2 separate regions of the Mus musculus genome follow, and region 1 is linked to region 2. Evidence: chromatin contacts called from public promoter capture Hi-C data. All regions are on one chromosome and are shown on one strand. Each heading gives the region's core, a stretch centred on a gene start, on an enhancer-like site or on the middle of the called end of the contact. The rest is flanking DNA. Distances are from core to core; before and after follow the strand shown. Region 1 overlaps Vps41 (VPS41 HOPS complex subunit). Region 2 holds the start of Vps41 (VPS41 HOPS complex subunit).

The links. Promoter capture Hi-C pulls out the DNA fragments that hold promoters and counts their contacts.
Region 1: a promoter capture Hi-C map of pre-B cells shows a contact between it and region 2, with 2.6 times the contacts expected there. The contact joins the enhancer-like site here to the promoter of Vps41 in region 2. A contact is called at or near these places in 4 of 39 promoter capture datasets (liver, macrophages, pre-B cells and 1 more), 7 of 484 Hi-C or Micro-C datasets (adipose-derived mesenchymal stem cells, centrocytes, embryonic stem cells and 3 more), 1 of 115 datasets of contacts at active chromatin or transcription factors (embryonic stem cells) and 2 of 9 other capture datasets (adipose tissue and liver).

The regions. Positions count from the first base shown.
Region 1 is chr13:18,779,728-18,782,427 of GRCm38.p6, reverse strand. The region is part of intron 4 of Vps41 (VPS41 HOPS complex subunit); the gene reads right to left. Among named protein-coding and RNA genes, the nearest start is that of Vps41, 64 kb to the right of the region's middle. Within about 2 kb of position 1,392, at least 27 of the 459 cell types and tissues checked have an H3K27ac peak or open chromatin away from gene starts, as enhancers often do. A contact at or near this core is called in centrocytes and pre-B cells, where this site is marked.
Region 2 is chr13:18,715,982-18,718,681 of GRCm38.p6, reverse strand. Vps41 (VPS41 HOPS complex subunit) reads right to left here and starts at 1,390. Exons shown (of 29, transcript NM_172120.4): 1 at 1,346-1,390. The coding sequence starts at 1,366.

The sequences.
Region 1 (2,700 bases), core at 143-2,642, 64 kb before region 2:
GGCTTTCCTTCACAGACTTGCAGCATAGGGAAATATTACTTCTCAGAATCTTTTCATCTGGTTTACTTCCTTTATACCCTTATTTTCTTTCCCTGTGAACATCTATTAAAAGAACAACAATAATAAAAAAGTAGAACTGGAAGTCAGCATATAAATCCATTTTTGCTTGTTTTAGTTTGTTTCACCAATCTGTTTGTTCCCTAGTGACTAAACAGATCAACATTTCATTTATAGTTTATGATTAATATTTCTTTAAGGATAGTTTATATTATGTTAATTAATTTTGTAATCCATAATTTTAAATAACTTTAAATTTAAGAATATCTCACTTTTGATACACTTTCTAAAAATTAAATATAACAAGTGCATTTCAAATTTCTACATAGCCAGTTGTTTATTTACTAAAATATTCATACTGGAGTTTTCTAATAAAGCCAAAGCTGAGTGACCACTGTCAGCATCAGACAATATCTTTTTCTGATTCCTAAATAGCTACAGCTTTCATGTACCTTCTACAAAGCTCTATAGCAGCAAGCCATAAGAAGGAAAGTGAGTCCACAGCAGTTAACAACAAAAGCACACAGTACAATTTAAAATTATCCCATTTGCTTCCTTGATGATAAAGGGAAATTCACAAAACCGAATGCTGAACCTTCAACAGGACAGTGTCTCACAGTCATTAAGGAAAGATCAGGGCACAACAAAACCTGCATACTGTACAAAGGCTACATCCTGACTGATTTCTGGGACAAATTCCTCAGTATTCTGGCTATAGAAACCTTTCACATCTGGATCCCTACATCACCACATAACATTTTGATAGGTCGTCTAAGAAAACTCATCTAGCTCTAAGAGTTCTGACATATTAGTCAAGAAAACAGTCACTGAGGACAGGACCCATCTCCCAAGAGAACAAACTGAAGCCCATGGGAGAGAACCATAGCAGAAGTAAGAGCAGACTTACAGTATCATGTGAGTGCAGAGTTAGCAAGGCAAATGAAAAGAAAGAGGAAGTCTGCCCTGGAAAAGCACAGAGCAGAGCATGGCTACCAAGCTGAGCCAAATTCTGAATGTCAGCATCATATAATTCTGGGGATAAGCAACTCCTCAAGTTGTCATCTTCTGTTCTGATCTGCCATTACACAAAATTCTATATCGACTTTACTCTTGGCAAGTATAAGCTAAACTGTCCATTAACTACCATCTGTGATGACTGGCTTAAAATATATCTCCACGGGTGAGTGTGGCCTACAACTTTTTCTTTCTCTGATGAATGATGCACTGCCCACAAATGACTATACAAATTATATTAGTAGGCCAGAGTAATGGCTCAGCCATTGAAAAGAATAGGGTTATAATGAAAACATCAAGATTATATCACTGAAAATTAAGTAAAATAAAATTTGTTCTCTCAGGCATAGTAACACATATCAAGGCTTTGAAAAACATATATGACTGTATTGGAAGACACAGAGAAAATATTATCTTCCCATTGCAGAAAATTCCAGAGGACAGTGTATTGTTCTACACCTACAAAACTAAATCCAAGTGCTGGATACAACCAACAAGTACCAAGCCTCCATTTTGAGGACTTTACGCAAGTTACATATTAAAACTATATTTTCATCCCATAGCATGCCAAGTTTTATATAGTCTCTCCCTGGATCCTTGTTACTAAAAGGGCCATAGCCTGTCCAAACAGTCTCTGAATCACACTTATTGTCCCCCAAATGGGGCATATGCTTTTTTTCTTTGAAGAAAGTGGTGAGCTAAGAAGAGGTGTCTCCATTTCACATAAGAAAAAAACGCATCTTCAGTTTCTATGTGTGACCCAAGCCCTACCAAGAAGCTAAGACATCCAACAGTATCTCAAGAGCAGATCAATCCAATTTACTGGGACATACCTTGCAGAAACTGCATTAATCCATTAAAAATACTACAGGGAAAAAATAATATTTACAGTGTATGACAATGCTCCCCTCCAATCTACTAGCAATAGACATCTTAAAACTTTCCTCTCAGTACTTCATGGGTCCTCCTCCAAAACTGACCAGGTATTAGGTCACAAAGCAAGCCTCAACAGATATAAAAAAAAAAAAATTGAAATAACACAATGTATCCTATCAGAACACCATGAATTAAAACTGGACTTCAAAAACAACAGAAATACTGGAAAACATAGACACTGGTAGAAATTGACCAACACTCTACTCAAAGATCTCTGGGTCAGGGAAGAAATAAAGAAAGAAATTAAAGACTTTGTAGAATTCAATGAAAATGAAGGCACAACATACCAAAATTTATGGGACACAAGGAAAGCAGTGCTAAGAGGAAAGTTCATAGCACTAAGCAACATCATAAAGAAATTAGAAAGTTCTCATATCAGCAATTTAAAAGTACACCTGAATCTCTAGAATAAAAAGTAGCAAGTATACCAAAGAGGAGTAGAAGACAGGACATAATCAAAATCAAGGCTGAAATCACTGAGTTAGATACCCCTGGTTTGCTGGTCCTGTGTTGTATAAGGAAGCAGCCTGAGCAGGCCCTAAGGAGCAAGCCAGTAAGCAGCTCTCCTCCGCGTCCTCTGTGTCAGCTCCTGCCTCCAGGTTGCTTCCCTGTTTGAGTTTCTATCCTGATTTCCTTTATTGATAAACAGAGATAAGGAAGTATAAGGCAAATAAACACTTTCCTTTCCAAGTT
Region 2 (2,700 bases), core at 141-2,640:
CAGTGTGAGCAAAGGTCCTGCGTGGGTACAGGCCTGGACTGGTTACAGAATAGCAAGAAAGGCAGCATGAGACAGAGTGGCTTACAGAGTCACAGAACCGAGGAAGGGGTGGATACTCAAGGCCCTTTAGGGTGATTACAATATGGGCACTGTTTTACCACAGTTTGGGACAAGAGGATTTAGGACATGGAGGCTGTATATGACTTCCATATCAGAATAAATATTTACCTCACAGAATTCTTTTAGAAGGACCAAATGCCATGTGTGAGGATCTTTTTAAGCTCGAAAGCACTGCACAACTGTGAATCAGGTTATCTGCCTGATTTTCTACATTTTAACATCAGACAGCCTTGGCAAATTCCTCTTCTGCATGAGTGGGAATACAAGGGCTACTCCATATTTCTATCACACTGGGTCTAATCTAAAAACTTAACTTGGATGTTTGTTTTACTACAAAACCACAACTGTATTTCAACGTGAAATGAAAATGCTCAATGTGAAAAGCCACCTTGCAGTAGTCAAACTAAGCAAGGTCTGCTGGGAAGGAAAACTCTTTTGCCTCGGACCTGCACTGCAAAAGACAGTTTGCACAAATGATAGTAAAGAGGCTCTTGTTAACGTAATGACAAAACCCAAATTTTTCCTTGTCAAATTCCGTAACTTTTGGCACACTCAAAATAAAGCACAGATGTGAACAGTAAAAAGTCCACTAGTAAATGTCTCTTAGGACAGTAAACAGAGCATCACCATGCATGTCTTAAGGAACATCACAGAAACTGGCAAGCAGGGCATTTAATATATGAGGGGGAAATATGGTAGATGATACATACATATATATGCTTCTATGTGTGTGTGTGTATACATATATGTATATGCATATACACACATACACATATATACATATACTTAAGGAATCTCTTCCGAGTTTTAGCCTGAGTCTTCTATTTTGTTAGTTTCATTTAATTTTGTCCTTCGCCCTATATCAGAACGTCTGTATGAAAAAAAGGCAATAATTTGTACTCAGCACCTCAATGCCACTTCTCAGCTATAGCTGGACGTTTCCATCTACGTCTTGCCAGCAACGGGAATAATCCTTAAAGCCTTGCATAGCAGTCTACTCTTAACTTGCCTTTTTCAAAAAATCCCATTTAACATAAACCAGAAGGGCTGAGCCCAGGCAAGGCCGGCTCGGACAGAGCGGGTGTGCAAGGCGCTATCCGCGCGGAGAAGGGCCACCCCAACTCGCCCGGTCAGAGCTGCCACGTTCCTGGCACTCCGCGTCCCAGAACCCCTCGCTCGGGTCTCCAGCTCCCGGCTGCCCCGAACTAGTTCTGCCAGCGTTTACCTGCTCCTCTGCTTCCGCCATAGCGCAGCCTGAGAGTCATGTGACATACCCGGAAATAGGAGAAAACAGCCCCTGGGCCACAGCCTACTGGGAAATGTAGTTTTTCCCGCACACTAATCTGGTTCCTTAGCCAGCTCTCATTTTTGCTCAACAGAGACACCACTATATCTATAATTAATGCTAAATTGTTATTTTGTTGTTGGTCTACGTTCTGTTGTTATTGTAGCATTAAGTTCTTTCTATTTCAGGCTCCCGTTTACAGTAAAATTATGAATTATCTCATTTTCTATTTCAGGCTCCCGTTTACAGTAAAATTATGAATTATCTCATTTAGTCCTCCCTGTGATCCCTCCTGTTACCGCCATTAACAGGGGAAAGGATAGTAACTCGGAGATTTCACTAAACTTACCTAAAAAGCCTAGGTTTAGAACCTATCCCTCTCCGAAGTCTAAGACTACTATATCAAATGTTCTTTAGTCTGATATGTTGTTGTGCCTGCCCACTCACTTTTTAAAGTGATAGTGACTATTTATATAAAAAAAAAAAAGTCTACAGTGGAAAGTGAGAAAATAATGTGTATTCCTGCAAAGATTTAGTATCTTGGTACATTAAATTGACATCTTTCATTTTAATTTAAAATTGAATTGTATAGATATTTTGTCTGCATGTATGTCTGTGCACACTTAGGAACCTCGTGTCCTCAGATGTCAGAAAAGCATATCAGATTCCCTGGAATTACAGATACATATATTTGAGAGCTGCCATATAGCTGTTGTGAATCAAATCTGGTCCCCCGTTAGAGAAAAAATAGCAACTGACATATGAATATAGAAAATTATAAATCTCTATTGTTTAATTGCTTCGTAACTCACATTGACTATCTTCAAGATACAATGTCAGATAATAATTTGTAAATGTAATATGAAAAACATCATTTAGAAAACTTGAGCTATCCTATGTTTCAGGACAAAGTAAACTATCTTTCCTATTCTGTGGGAATTCACTCATCTTATCCACTGATAGCCATTGTCTGTTTATTGTCTTAAGCAGCTGGCAACTCACAGAGGGCAGCACAGTTGGCAGACTGTGGCAGATGCCTCAGTGCCCTTTCGTTCCCTGTAATTCCCACTGACAGTAGCCTAGTAGGAAGTCATATTCTTAGTACTCAGCATTTCCCTTAGTCTCTAGATGTTGCTTTCTCAACTCATGGTCTTCAATGACCTGGAAGCCATGACGATGTCATCTTTCAGACTCTTGTCTTCTCCCAAGAGCCTTAATAAACCTCCAGCTCTTCCTGAGGCCCCTCTTCCAGTCTGCGCACCAAGCAGCTAATTTGGACACCCACAACCAAGGGT